5 separate regions of the Mus musculus genome follow, and regions 2, 3, 4 and 5 are each linked to region 1. Evidence: chromatin contacts called from public Hi-C data. All regions are on one chromosome and are shown on one strand. The core of a region is the stretch at or near the end of the contact, and the rest is flanking DNA. Distances in the headings are between cores, read along the strand shown.

What was found. A called contact is a pair of places that touch in the nucleus more often than the background predicts.
Region 2: a Hi-C map of the N1E-115 cell line shows a contact between it and region 1, with 7 times the contacts expected there. The contact joins two enhancer-like sites. A contact is called at or near these places in 3 of 484 Hi-C or Micro-C datasets (the N1E-115 cell line and uterus) and 1 of 115 datasets of contacts at active chromatin or transcription factors (double positive thymocytes).
Region 3: a contact with region 1 is called in a Hi-C map of the N1E-115 cell line, with 4 times the contacts expected there. The contact joins two enhancer-like sites. A contact is called at or near these places in 2 of 484 Hi-C or Micro-C datasets (the N1E-115 cell line and nephron progenitors).
Region 4: a contact with region 1 is called in a Hi-C map of the N1E-115 cell line, with 4 times the contacts expected there. The contact joins two enhancer-like sites. A contact is called at or near these places in 3 of 484 Hi-C or Micro-C datasets (the N1E-115 cell line and uterus).
Region 5: a Hi-C map of the N1E-115 cell line shows a contact between it and region 1, with 4 times the contacts expected there. The contact joins two enhancer-like sites. A contact is called at or near these places in 3 of 39 promoter capture datasets (the C10 cell line, cranial neural crest and frontonasal cranial neural crest), 1 of 484 Hi-C or Micro-C datasets (the N1E-115 cell line) and 1 of 9 other capture datasets (embryonic stem cells).

The regions. Positions count from the first base shown.
Region 1 is chr1:13,859,892-13,862,729 of GRCm38.p6, reverse strand. All of the region lies in intron 1 of Gm31195 (a long non-coding RNA gene), which reads right to left. Among named protein-coding and RNA genes, the nearest start is that of Gm31195, 15 kb to the right of the region's middle. Within about 2 kb of position 1,474, at least 19 of the 459 cell types and tissues checked have an H3K27ac peak or open chromatin away from gene starts, as enhancers often do. A contact at or near this core is called in the N1E-115 cell line, where this site is marked.
Region 2 is chr1:14,358,289-14,361,126 of GRCm38.p6, reverse strand. No RefSeq gene overlaps it. Among named protein-coding and RNA genes, the nearest start is that of Eya1, 50 kb to the right of the region's middle. Within about 2 kb of position 1,421, at least 13 of the 459 cell types and tissues checked have an H3K27ac peak or open chromatin away from gene starts, as enhancers often do. A contact at or near this core is called in the N1E-115 cell line, where this site is marked.
Region 3 is chr1:14,287,164-14,290,001 of GRCm38.p6, reverse strand. The region is part of intron 3 of Eya1 (EYA transcriptional coactivator and phosphatase 1); the gene reads left to right. Among named protein-coding and RNA genes, the nearest start is that of Eya1, 22 kb to the left of the region's middle. Within about 2 kb of position 1,476, at least 8 of the 459 cell types and tissues checked have an H3K27ac peak or open chromatin away from gene starts, as enhancers often do. A contact at or near this core is called in the N1E-115 cell line, where this site is marked.
Region 4 is chr1:14,230,962-14,233,799 of GRCm38.p6, reverse strand. Eya1 (EYA transcriptional coactivator and phosphatase 1) reads left to right here. Exons shown (of 18, transcript NM_001310459.1): 10 at 2,248-2,387. Among named protein-coding and RNA genes, the nearest start is that of Eya1, 78 kb to the left of the region's middle. Within about 2 kb of position 1,394, at least 10 of the 459 cell types and tissues checked have an H3K27ac peak or open chromatin away from gene starts, as enhancers often do. A contact at or near this core is called in the N1E-115 cell line, where this site is marked.
Region 5 is chr1:14,180,311-14,183,148 of GRCm38.p6, reverse strand. All of the region lies in intron 16 of Eya1 (EYA transcriptional coactivator and phosphatase 1), which reads left to right. Among named protein-coding and RNA genes, the nearest start is that of Eya1, 130 kb to the left of the region's middle. Within about 2 kb of position 1,383, at least 54 of the 459 cell types and tissues checked have an H3K27ac peak or open chromatin away from gene starts, as enhancers often do. A contact at or near this core is called in the N1E-115 cell line, where this site is marked.

The sequences.
Region 1 (2,838 bases), core at 225-2,724:
GCATGTTTACTCGGCCATTCTGCTGAAATAAAAAGGACCAGGATAGAAGCAGCAAGCCAGAGCGCCGTGAGATCGCAGGACCTTGCTCACATCATATAAGCATCATCTGAAAATGAGGATGATTTATACCCCTGTCAGAATTTGATATGCTGATCCAGAGAAATACCTAGCCTGGCCTTTAGGAAGCACTCGAATAACAGTAAGCAAAATTTACATCTTGATCTGATATATCCAAAACAGGTGGTAGAACCCGAGTTGAGAGTCTCCGTTTCTCTTTCTTCTCCAATCTGTGTTCATGTGTGTGCTCGTGTGTGTGCTCGTGTGTGTGTGTGTGTGTGTGTGTGTGTGTGTGTGTGGTGTGTGTGTGTGTGTGTGTGTGTGTGTGTGTGTGTGTGTGTGTGTATGTGTGTGTGTGTGTGTGTGTGTGTGTGTCTGTCTGTCTGTCTGTCTGCCTACCTGGCACCCTCCCTAACCACTCGACATTGATTGTGTCCTTGTTGTTGCCAGCATCCCACTTTCTCAAGGTCTGCAAACATGCACACAGGCGCGCGCACACACACACACACACACACACACACACACACACTGTAGCATGGTAATCCTGATGAATTCCAGATCCTTGCACTGTTAGTGATTTAACAGAAGCCTACAGAAGCATACTAAGTCTTCACTTAATTTTAAGGTACTTTTAAAGGTGTTTTAAACTTTTATCTACACATAGCTATGAATTTCTCAACCTATCCAGCTTTTAAGACAAACTAATAGGAATGACAAAGAATGTATCGTTTTGAAAACTGAACTTTGCTAGGTAGTAATGTAGAAATTTGGTGCCTGGGGTTTCTGAATGCATGAAAAATCCATTAGAAAGAGAGCTCAGAAGAGCCTTCAGCTGTAAGGTAAAAGCATATAAAAGTATTTGAATTTTTTTGCTTATTTGTTTCGTTTTTCAAATGGATAAACACACAGGGAGGCGATTCTTTTTAACCTTAACCCAAAGGAGATAATGTGCCAGCTTGTCCCTGTTTGGGGAGCCTTCTAACAACAAACTTGATCATTTCAGGGACAAATTGTGAAGATTCAGTACAAGTTTCTTGATTGCAATAGCAACTGGTCACAAGCAGCCTCCACTTAAAGCCAGGGACCTTTGTAGTTGCTGTGCCAGGAGGCCATAAACATATGTATCTTTGGAAAACGCTCATGTGTTTTCAACTTCCTGAAGAATTCTTGTAAAATATAACCGAACCACATGACCCTTTGTCCTGGACTTTTATTCCACTAATGGACAAATTGGGAGGAGGCTGAGAACAAATGTGCTTTTAATTACCCAGATGCCTTTTTAATAGAACCTTGGATTAGTCTTTAGCCACTAAACATTGTCCAGAAATTTCTTAATAATGTTGGTGTGCAAAGCATTCCTTCCAGGAGAATAAAGATCTCATTGCCTGGCAGGCCAGAGTTCTGTCAGGCTATTCAGGAGACGACAGACAAAGAGCGGGTATTGTATAGACCGGAAGAATGACAGGCTGCATCTGAGCTGCCGGTTCTTCCAGTAGTGGCAGATTTTCTAAGTCAGTGCAGATCCTCACAAAACTGGGTGGTCAGCTTTGGAGAAAGGTAACAGTGGGGCTATTGATTCTGGGTGGGAGCAACCTAATTCTGAACTAACTTGAATTGATTCAGTACAACAGAATGCCTTGGTATCGGATTAAAATTAGGATTAATATGTCAAATGTTAGGTCAGGATGTTAAACCCCAGTGCTGAACAATCTACATGAAGAAAGTCAAAATTGATGCAGGCAGCTTTTAACTAGAAGATAATTTGTTGAGTGGTTCTAGAAAAATGAACTTAAACTTCACTGGTGATATAGGTAACGTGTCTGTGGGTGCATGTATGTTTGTGTATGTGTATGAGAGTGTAATGACTGTATGCATGAATAACTGTGTATCTTTGTGTCTGTGTGTATATATGTTTGCATGCATGCATGCATGCATGAGACAGACAGAGAGACAGATTTTCGTCTGGCATAGCTGGGAGACAGTCTGGCTCACTATTTGTCCTTACTTTTATAAAATTGCCTTGCCAGAGGCCAAATCTGTTGCTCAAGTTTTCCAAGGAGTCAGCAATTAACTCTCCCCAGACTCCTCAGATGCACTCTCAGTCGCTCATGCAGGATGCACACTACCATTTCCAATATGTTCTTCTGACTCCAAAACAATGGATTCATGTTTAGGGAAACAGAACACAAAAACAAGCTTAACATTAAGAAACATCCACACGGCTATGTCTTAGAGAAGAACACAGGACATCAGGTCAAATGTCCTGACACAAAGAGGAAAGAGAACACAGGAGTGAGGGGGGAAGGTAATTTGAAAACAAGAAAAAGAAAATGACATTTTATTGGAATGTGTCTTTTCCTTCATGTTTTGAGGTCACTTTGATATTTTCCTCTTTTTATATAGCTTGTCTTAAAAGAACGAAGAGATAAAGGGTCAACATGCCCCTTTTATAGCCAGCACAGTCAAGGGAACTTTTTTTTACTTAAAGCAATGAGGTTTTTAGTACCCAGTTCCTGGCAGTTAATAAAATATACTTCTCACTCTTCCTGTTGGATTTTTCTCTATCAGCCGTGTCTGGTCTCTGTAGAATAGAACATTTAATCTATTTAGGAGTGCTGCAGCCTGTAAGCTTCCAGGTGCTTTGGCGTAGGCAGAATGTATTTGCAGGTCTTTAGATCCCTAGTCATAAACAACCTCTGACTGATGGTGTCCGGTTGAGGCTTAGCCTGCCCAAAGCCCTTTGCTGCCACCTGTCTAGATTTCTAACACCTGTATGCTGGC
Region 2 (2,838 bases), core at 172-2,671, 500 kb before region 1:
TTCTTTTCTTCCTTCCTTCCTTTCTTTCTTTCTTTCTTTCTTTCTTTCTTTTCTTTCTTTCTTTCTTTCTTTCTCTCTTTCTTTTCTTTCTTTCTTTCTTTCTTTCTTTCTTTCATTCCTTCTTTTTATTCTGAAATTAACTGTAAAAAATAAGGCCTGTGTGTCTAAATATCCAGAGATCTAAATCATCTACCGAACAGTGACATTAGGAATTTGGGGTCTGGTTTGGGGGCCTCGGAGTAGAGTGAAAGCAAAAGGAAGACTAAAGAGAGTGCTGTGGTCAGGAGACAGGTGAACAGAACAACTGTTAGACACGATCGCTGCATGGGCCATGTGAGAAAGATGCTCAGTAAATGTAAACTCTGGAGAGAGGGACACAGGCAGAGAAACCGCCCTCCTCTCCCTACCAAAAAGTACACATCAGAACTAAGGACTATATTTTATCTCTTCTATATATCTAACAGAGCTCAGAGAATATGATCTATATTCAACAGAGGTATTAATAGATTTCAAGCATCCAAGTTAATATTAGAGAGAGGACGGTATAAACCATAACATCCCAGGTTATCTGTAACTGGCAAGTTTTCTCTTATTTCCTGGAGGGCTTGGGGTGTCTATCTTGACTAGAAAGACTTTGTTGAAACACTGAAGCCAACCCACCCTGACCTCTGACCTTGTGCCCTGGAGGTTTTGCTTCTTTGTTCTCCTCCTGCTGCTGCTGCTGCTTTCTGCTTTTCACTCTGACTTTGCTTGCTCCTTCATCCCCCAGCTTGCCTGTTAGCAGTGCTCCCACATGACTCAGGTAGTTTTGCTTGCCCTCTGTGCCGACTCCACACTTATACCCTTCTCCATTTTTGGCTGTTTCAGGATACCTTGTAGACCAAGACCTGGTTGGCTTCAGGGATAACAACTCCTTGGCTGGCATCCCAGATGGGCTGGCTCCAGTATTCCCCAAGGGGATAAATTATTTACCATGAGTTATTTCTAGACATGACACAATTGGATGTTCTTAGCCCAAATCAGGGAGATGACTCAGGGCACCATTCCAAACATTACTGATTTATGACTTTCATCCTATTCTCAATTTCTCTCTCTTTCTCTTTCTCTCTCTCTCTCTCTCTCTCTCTCTCTCTCTCTCTCATTTAATATAAGCTCCCCAGCCCCCTGACAGGCTGTGTGAGATTCTGGGTAGCACACCACTTCTCTGAACCACAGTTTCCTGCAATTGTAACAGGCACAGAGATAATGTCTGTCCTTTCTTTACATGATTCTCCTACAGTTATAGAAAAAAAAAATGATATAACTAATGTAAAAGACTTAGCAGGGAGCCTTCATTAATGGCAAGGTACTGTGACTAGAGAGATGGCTCAGCAGTTAAGAGTGCATTTTGTTCCTCCAGAGACCTAAGTTTGGATCCCAGCCTCACGTCTGGTGGCTCATAACTGCCTGTAATTTGAGCTCTAGGGGATCTGATGCCTCTGGCCTCCTTGGATACTCACATTCACATACATACACACAATTAAAACAAATTTAAAATACTTTTAAAATCATAAGGTATTAGTGGACCTCTTGGGAGGCCACTAGTTATATCTTTTGTAATAAGATGAATACATTTTATTGTGGATTAATACATTTATACAAAATAAAATTTAAACAGCTTAGACCATGATACTAAAGTATGACTTAATGGTGATTTTAAATTATTTTTAGCACATAAATTTATTTCTTTATGTATAAAGATGCATATACATACACCCTTATCCATCAGTTCCTATGTTCATAGCTATTTGCCACAGGGCACTTAGTTGTATTGATAATGCCAACACTAAGGTATAATGTATCTTTTGCCCACATGATCCAAATTTTAAAACACTAATTGTAAATGCTAATATTATCTTATTTACAGTTTGATTTATTTTTAAGCTCTAAGAATAATGAAACAGCAGTGCTACCCACATAAGAACTGTGTAACTATGTAAAGGACCTACCGTGTGAGGCATCACAGTCACTGGCCAGAAATGCTAAGTCTTCTTTCCATGACATAGGATGATTTGGGAAACATCAGTACAAACTCTCTAGTCAACACATTTAGGGTTTCAGGCCTAACGTTTACTGAGAACCTACTATGTGCCAGACTCTTATCTCCTTGTCTATACCACTTTGAGCTATTTGTCACACCAAGGAATCCTAGCAAAGGCCTACTCCATATTGGCTTGTGCCTTTTCAGCCCCAAATAAATCTGTATTTCATTAGCAGATATTTTGTAATTTAGCATATTCAACAACCCTACCAAAAGTGTCTAAATTACAAAGATGGTTATTTTGGAGGGTATTTAGCAGCATTCTTTAAAAATACTTTTCTTACTGCTTCATTTCATGCTCAAGCAACCAGATATTTTTAAATCATCTATTAAAGTAAAAATGTTTGAGTTATATGTAGGTGCAGTTTACTGGTTAAAATCAAACAAACCTGCCCAAGAAGTGTACAAAACCATTTCCCTTTCCTCAAAGAAGTCAATGTCCAAGCTCATTTGTTAATTTTAGTGGTCTAATGCTAGAAGAAGAAGAAGAAGAAGAAGAAGAAGAAGAAGAAGAAGAAGGAGGAGGAGGAGGAGGAGGAGGAGGAGGAGGAGGAGGAGGAGGAGGAGGAGGAGGAGGAGGAGGAGGAGGAGGGAGAGAGAGAGAGAGAGAGAGAGAGAGAGAGGAAGGAAGGAAGGAAGGAAGGAAGGAAGGAAGGAAGGAAGGAAGGAAGGAAGGAAGGAAGAAAACAAAACGAAACCAAAAACCAAAAACCCACAAAGGAGATTTTTGAAAAATGACGACTTTGACATTGTGGATG
Region 3 (2,838 bases), core at 227-2,726, 430 kb before region 1:
CCACCTTTGTAAGAGGCAGAAGGGAATTAGGAAGGAGACTGATCATGAGGTTTAGAAGGTAGATGGAAAAGTTGACAGTGGTAGAAGTTATAGGTTTGATTTGTCACCTTTCTGTCACTGTAACAAATTACCTGAGGTAACTAGGAAGAAAGGTATTTGGACTATGTATTTTATGTGTCTGTGAACAGGTGGACTCAATATGCTACCCCACCTTCATTTTTGGTTACAGAAGCCAGTGTTATGCACACTTGGCTAACACTCTATCAGTGTTCCAGTGGGCCACATCCTGGCTTTTCAGGTTCTTGTCAGAGGAAGGGCGCTTCATCATGTTTGAAACATAAGGTACAGGAAAATCATTCATCTCATGGTGGGGACATGAAAAGATAGGAAGAATAACAAAATTAAAGTTTCACAACCTTCAGTAACACCATACAGAGGAGATCGTGTCTCTACATCAGTCTCCGAGGCATGCTCAAGATCCAAGCCATAACGCTTGGTAGTGGGATCTAAGAAATGAGGTGGCAGGAGAAATCCAACCAGAAGGGAAACATCCAGTCTGTGTGACATAAAAGCTAAGGCTTCTGAGGGAGGTGGTGGTATGTTTAGTCAGGATGTGGGTCAGGTTTAATCCAGACAACATTGTGTGTATATGGATGAAGATTGAGGAGTTGTTTATGTAAAAATCATTTTTCAAAGGTATGGATGGCCAGAAAAATTATTGTGAAAGAAAATGGAGTGAGGTAGGAAGGAATTAGAATTATGGAACCCCAGAGTAGACAGAGGCAAGCAATCTGGTGGGGGGTGGGGGGTAGGGGGAGAGGAAAGATAGTACAGTAGAAAAAAGGAATCAATGACTTAAAGGAAAACTGTTGCAGAAAAGGGTTTATTTAGAAGGCTTAAAAGAGTCAAACCAAGAAAAGTTTAATGTGGGAAATTGGGAAAAGCCGTGTAAGGAAGTAACCGAAGGATTAGTGGAGTAGAAAAGGCAGTTGATGCTGACAATTTAAAAGCAAGTGCCCAGGAAGACAGCTTGGAAAGGACTGTGGTTGAGAGACAGTCCATGAATAAGGAGGAGAGAGGTAGGGCAGAGCACAAAGTAGCTTAAGGCCCTGTGTTCTGTTCTGAGCCCTGCATACACAATGTGTTCAGGGAGTCCAGCCCATGGCCCTGGGTAGAAGAGAACCTGCTTTGTGAGAAGTGAAGATCCTGTGAAGCCAAGCAGTGAGGTATCGCTTCAAAGGAAGCCTGGAAGAGAGGGACCCGAGGAGGAAGAAGGTGCTGGTGCAGAAAGCAATCCCTGACCAAGGACAGGAACTTTTAACTGTTTTCATCAGCCGACATGTTGCAGGAAGAGGAACAATTTAATGCCGCTTCAGTATTCTCTATAAAATAGTTGCTGAGGACATGTGGGTGGGGAATGAGGCGTGGCTTACAGACGGAGGAATGTGGGAAAGGATCAATGGAGATTGAAATGGAAGACAGAGACTGCCCCATGCATGTTAACTGTGTCTGTTCTATCATGCTCACTGTGTAGAGCAGCTGGCTGGAGTGGGCCATGCAAATGAGCCCATTCTGTGATTAGCTTTGATAAAACTTCGTTAGGGAATCGGAACCCACACAGCCCACAGAGTGGAGCCGTGGCATGGCAGGCCCTGGGTTCCACACTGGCTACGTGAGGCTGCTGAGGTTGGCAGGGGAGAACAGACAGAGATTTGGGAAGACCGCTGTTTTGATGCACGTTCTGAATGGGTCTGGAGGAAGGGAGTGAATGAGGACAGTGGGATGTTTCTTAGAGGTGATGAGGTTTTTGTCACAGCTGAGAGGAAGCAAGCATGGGAAGCAGAAGACTGACAAAGTGGGTTTCTCAAGTCCCTTTGTGTCTGGGCTTATGCCAAGCAAGGAGCGGCAGGAAGATGAGGTTAGATACTGTCTGGGGAGGGGGAGTGGCTAGAGTGGGGGGTTCAGGACTGATGCTCACCCAGCCTGATGCCATTCCGCAGCCATGTGTTTTTCTGTGCAAATCCATCACAGCACAGGCTGGCGTAGGTCCAGCAAGCAGAGCTATCATTTAGGTATGAACTTATATATGGGAGAATGATCACTTATGGATTGAACACTTCTCTGATTGCCCTGTTAGTTTGGAGATGTGTTTTCATGACCATAACATTTAAAGTTCGTCCAGAAGTTGATGAACCTGGCAGGGCCTAGTTGGCTGACTGCTGTCCCAGCTAATCTCACCTTGTCGCAGTGGGCTGATAGTCAAGAGTCTCCATTTATAGTATAAAAAGAGGGGTTCTTGTTTTCATGTGTCACCTTACTTACTTTGTAAAGAATGGTAGAATTTCCACATTTATTCTGAAATTGCTGCTCACTGCTACCCCTACACTATCCTTCTCCTGCTGGCTTGCTTCTTCAGGAGAAGCATACACGGACGACAGTAATGTCCAAGGCACTAGTTTTCTTAATGTAATCATGATTAAGTCCTGCCTCCTTGAGTTATTCCTGAGAAACCTTGCTTAATTTGATTTGGCATTCCTTAGGGAAGGCCCACTGATTGATTTTTTTTTCCTGTTAGATCCTCACATTTCTTTTGGCAGCGTAAGCTTGGCTTTAATCTGGGGCTTCTGATAGATTTTAACATTGTTTTCTGTACCTTCAAAAATGCGTTTGGAGCCAGGGATGTAGTTCCATGGCAGAATATTTTCCTAGCCTACAACTCAACCAGTGGGAGAAAAATATTTTAATTTCTCATGCTTAAAGAGATACTGTATGAAGAGAGAAGGTGATTATAAAGCTTGGCCCCTGGACCCAGGGTGCTGCTGAAATTATTATAATCTT
Region 4 (2,838 bases), core at 145-2,644, 370 kb before region 1:
AGCTAGATGTCTTTAGCTCTTCTCAGATAGGCTCTTCCCAAAGCTGGGGAGCCCCAGGTTTATCATTGCTCTTACAGTGAAGGACTTAGCCTATAAGATGCTGCATCTAATGCTAACCTCTTCAAAAGAATGCTTCATATTGAAGCCATGGTGGAGACTGCCCCATGTTCTTTAGGTGGGGACCACCCAGATTCCACACATTGTGGAATGTTTCTTAAAATGGAAGGCTAAACTTTCCTCGAAAATACAACTTTGAATCTGTCTGACTACTTAAAACATTCATTTGGAGCCCATTGTTCTCCTTGCTTAGAATACTTAAACAGAGGGTGTGGCTGCCTTTGCAGAAAAAGAATGTTAGTGTTGACTTGAGTGACAATTATATTCTCTCTCTCTCTCTCTCTGTATGTGTGTGTATGTATGTGTATTGGGTTTTATTACCATATACTTTTTTTACAGTGTGTCCTTCTTTTTGGAGACTAGTCCCCATGTGCTTCCATGTCATATATTTTGAATCTATGTTTTATATAACAAAGAAATGCAGAAATTTGTCTTTTTTAAATCTAGATTCTCATGATATGATAATCTCCAGTTTCATCAATTTTTCTGAAAATGACATAATATTACTCTTCTTTATGCCTGAGTCTAACATTTCTATGAAATGAGTTAGCTTACAAACAAATCCTAAGCAGACCTGACAAGAGGCATTGTTTGGACTGTCTTAGGAAAACAAATGAGTGAGTGGCTTATAGGTCATATTGTTGGCTTCTGGGTAGGAAAGTCCCATCGCCCATTTATATAAGGGAGTTCATAATTCTGTTTGTGATGAAAAGGACACACAAGTGTCTCTGCTGAGTCCTGGTGATCTGGTGAGTTAATATTTAACAAGACATGCAGAGCAAGTGGCTGAGATATGGAAATGACTTGTGGAAGTCTGCTGCTGTGGATCCTCTCTCACAAAGATCAGAGATGCATTTTTTAGTTTGGAAACAATGTTGGTGCCATGTTTTGACCTCAGAGGACCTGTGGTGGATAAGGTAGACTTAGGACCCAAGGTGTACTATCGAAGGCTGCCAGGCTTTCTGTTGCCCTTGTATTTTCTGTCTGGTAATGAATGATCAACAAGATCACAGTGAGGAAGAAGTATTCATATCAAATAGAGAGCTCCTCATCTTTATCTAGTGAAGAAATGTGGCTCTGAGCCTCGTGGGGAAAATCACCACAGGGCCATCTGGACGTCTGGCAAAGGAGACATTATCTGATGGGAGTCCTGACCAGAATAGGAGGTGAAAGTGGCAGGTTTGTTCATTCTGCACACGGGATTAGAATCTTCCTCAGAGTCTACAGCACCTGCTCAGCTATTGCTTCCAGCCTTTTTGGAGTTGCTCTTCATTTTGTGGTTTCTATGCATTTATGCCAGTGGTTTCTCTGAGGAAGCCAGATGAGTAATTTTAATGTTAGGCCTAGTGTTAGATGTTTGCTTTAAAAAGGCTACAACACAAGAAGAACCCAGGTGGGCACTGTCGAAAAGTCTGCTGCCTGCCTCAATTCTTTGTCTTATTCTCACATACAATAAGGGAGAAAGTGGTGATTTTCAATGTTGGAAAAAAAAACATTTTTCCCTATGACTCAGATTTCCCTGCCCTGGGGCTGGCTGGCTTTTCATCTCTCTCCATGAACCAGAATCCTGTTTGTAACTGCGGGAGCCAGAGCTGAATCAAATATCAGGCTCCCTGGATGGCGAAGAGCCATTTATGGAGTCAGGGTGAAGTGGTACAGAGCACTGGGGAGGGAGCAGTGGAGATCATCCATTGGGAAGGAAGCGTCAGCTCATCACAGAGACCCCAGGAAACTAGAGGCAATCCAGGACAACCTGCTGTCCTACAAGCTTAGTCAAAGTTGAGTGGCTTATGGTCACACTGTACTTTCAAAACAAGTCTTAGATTCTCACATCTCCTGAGCTATTTCCTTTTTTTTCCCCCTTTGGTTTTTTGAGACAGGGTTTCTTTGAATAGCACTGGCTGTCCTGGAACTCACTTTGTAGACCAGGCTGGCCTCGAACTCAGAAATCTGCCTGCCTCTACCTCCCAAGTGCTGGGATTAAATGCGTGTGCCACCACCGTCGAGCTATTTCCTAATGCATGTAAAAGAAAACGTTGGATTAAAGCTAAATGGAATGTAACTTCCCTGTGAATTAAGCTGTTCTTGGCACCATGATAGCGGGACTTGAAAGTTCTTATGTCCTTACAGAGTACAGTACAATCCACAGTCCTTCCACACCCATTAAAGAGACTGACTCCGAGCGGCTGCGTCGAGGTTCAGATGGGAAGTCACGTGGCCGAGGCAGAAGAAACAATAATCCCTCCCCTCCCCCGGATTCTGACCTTGAGGTATGACATTGCCTGTACTAAAATAAGGAACAAGGTGTCACGTCGCTCATTGCTGCATCAGGAGAACTAGCCTGTGAACATCAGCGAGGAAGGACCCCAACACTCTTGTTATGGCTTATTGCTTGTATTGAAAAAGTAGACCAGTTTTCCCTCTTTCATATTACCTGTCTACCCACAGTTTTCATAGCTGATGTGGGTCGTTAGTAGATATTCTTGCTGTTGTTCTGAAGCCCTGGAGATGGAACACAAGATCTCAAACAAGCTACATATGTGGACACCATAGGATGTCTCCCCAGCTTTAGGCAATTCTTTACTAATAGTAGCTAGGTGTGGTGACACACACATGTCTTTCAAGCATATGGGAAATTGAGGTAGAAGGACCAAAAGTTCAAAGTTATTCTTGGCTCATTGTGAGTTTGAGGCCAGCCTGGCTGTGTGGCACCCTGTTTCG
Region 5 (2,838 bases), core at 134-2,633, 320 kb before region 1:
TTTATGGTTTTACCTACTGGTCATCCTTGAGGCCAGTGTGAATGGAAAGACACTGAATGAAGCTTATCTTCAGAATCCTTGTTCATCAGAAAAAGGGAAGGGTAATGGGGAATATCAAATATAACCCACACAGCTGAATGATAAAACTTTGCTGGAGAAGGTAAAGGCTGGGCATTCAACGTACAAATGATTTAACATCAGTTCTGAGCAATTGGATTTAGTCTTTTAGATAACTTTGAACACAAGTGTCTTTGTCAGGGTTTCTCTTCCTGCACAAACATCATGACCAAGAAGCAAGGTGGGGAGGGAAGGGTTTATTCAGCTTACACTTCCATACTGCTGTTCATCACCAAGGAAGTCAGGACTGGAACTCATGCAGGTCAGAAAGCAGAAGCTGATGCAGAAGCCATAGAGGGATGTTCTTACTGGCTTGCTTTCCCTGACTTGCTCAGCCTGCTCTCTTATAGAACTAAGACTACCAGCCCAGAGATGGTCCCACCCACAAGGGGCCTTTCCCCCTTGATCACTAATTGGGAAAATGCCTTACAGTTGGATCTCATGGAGGCATTTCCTCAACTGAAGCTCCTTTCTCTGTGATAACCCCAGCTGTGTCAAGTTGACACAAAACTAGCCAGTACAACAAGCATTTTGTAAGTTAAAGCAAAAGTTAATACAAACCCATACAAAGTGGAAATAAATGCTTCGGGGTAGTTTTCTCTATTTTACTGGAAGTGGGGTTTTGTTGGTTTTGGCTCAATATGTATAAAAAATTGATTTTTCGTTTTAATTCTGGAAAGATAGAAAAAAGAAGCTTCCCACCAGAGAATACACACTTGGGAGGGGCGTCTGATGTGTAGTTAGAATATAATAAACTAAGGAGAAAAAGGATGAGAAGTCCTGACTTGTTCTCAAGAGGAGGAAAGAACTACCCATGATCCATTATGACAACAATATGCAAATAAGCCTCCAGCAGGCAGGCACTGGATGTGGAAAACTGTACTAGCCAATTTGCATATTCATCTTTACATTTTACAAATGAGGAAACATAAGCACCCAGGCTTAAGTTGTTTGGGTAAATGGCTGAGAGCCAAGCCTAGGGTCACTCTAATCTGCACTCCTCTCTACAAGGAGACATCCTGCTAAGTGCCTGGCTGTGTGCAGGGCTCTAGAAGCTGTTGCTTCTGGCCAGGAGGAAACAGAGGTCAGTGTGGACCAGGTAGAGAAGAACAAATAAGAATGCTTACGGAGCAGATATGCTAATGAGGTCCCTGAGTGGCTCTCCTGAGGTGCTCATGAAATGCTGGCTGTGAGCAGCCCTGAGCACGCAGCCCTGAGCACGCAGCCCTGAGCACGCAGCCCTGAGCACACATTAGTGCCCTGGGTATTCACTGTGAGACAGAAAAAGGATGGGCATCCTCAGAGTACAAAGGAGGCTGATGCTGGCTGCTGACTCCATGGAAACACAAAAGAGCAAAAGCAGCTCCCTCAGCTCTGACTTCCAGCTTCCTGTCGCCTTCAAAGCTTTTGCTCAGTGGTCACTAAACAATTATTTGTTTATAATGTGAATTTTCTACCAGATTAAGACATTCCTGGGGCCCTTTGTTTCTTTTTCCCCACAATGACTACAGTGTGCGGCGTTCCTTATACACTTAGACAATGTGTATGTACTCAGAAAATGGGTTTGGATGAAATGGATAAACATCTGTGCATTGGAAGAGGCTGGGGAGGCCATAGAGTTTCTTATAGGCAGCTGGGTCAACACTGCCATGTTAACCAGGAAAACAAGGTTACCGTGACAGGAATGCATGGAGCCTGGGCAGCTGAGCCTACTACCATTTTTAAAAAATCTGCCGATTCCATGTCTAAGAACAACTCATGCTTCTTAAACTAAAACTTTTTTTAATGAAAAATAATAAAAACAAGCTCCTTTTTAAAATAATCTTATGTTCTGTTCTGTTTTTGTAAGCAATGTAGGGATTGAAAGACCTGTGACTATTGCTGACTGTCACCAAGTGAAATCATTGTGGGGGTCACTATCGACAGGCTGACAACTTCAGCTTTTCAATACTTAGTGCAAAAAAAAATCTATATAACCCAAAGTTTGCAATGAAACCTGTAGATGACAGTATACAAGCCAGACTTTTTATTTTTTCCACCAAAACTTCACCCTTAAATAACCACTAAGGAGTTGTGAGATTAGCTCAGGCCTAACCTGTGAAAAGCCCTGGGCCTGATCCCTAACACTATAGTAAAAAAATTAAAAACAAAACAAAGAAAAACCTGTTCACATTTATATAGCAATTTAATATTCCTTTCTATACAAGTCAGAAGTAATTCAGCTTTGCAGAACATGAAAGCATTTTCCCATTCAGAGGAAAAAGTCTGTTTCTTAAAGTGATTTAAAAATTTCACAGTTTAGTGGGCAACTAAAGCATTGAAAGGAGTCTTTGACCAAGGCTGGCCATATTACATTCTGTCAGATGCAAATGAAAGATTTTAGTGCAAAATACAAATATAAAGCAGACATTTGTTTAAGCAAACAAGCAATTTGTTCATGGATATATCTGATCCTCATTTGAAAGAGGTGCAGGCCCTGCTCAGCCATTCATGTTTGAGAACTATCAACTGTCCCTTTGTCCATTCAAATGACCTTATTGGCAACCGAGACCCAGACACCGATCTCCTCTGTGAGAAGAAACAATGCCAGCATTAGCTACAGAGATGTGCTGACAGCCAAGCCCAGAGGAAGGCCTGACATTGGAAAGATAATAGACAGATAACGGTGTTCTGTTGCCTGGATCCTGCTTTCCTCTAGGAAAGCGCTTGGTTGGGTGTAAG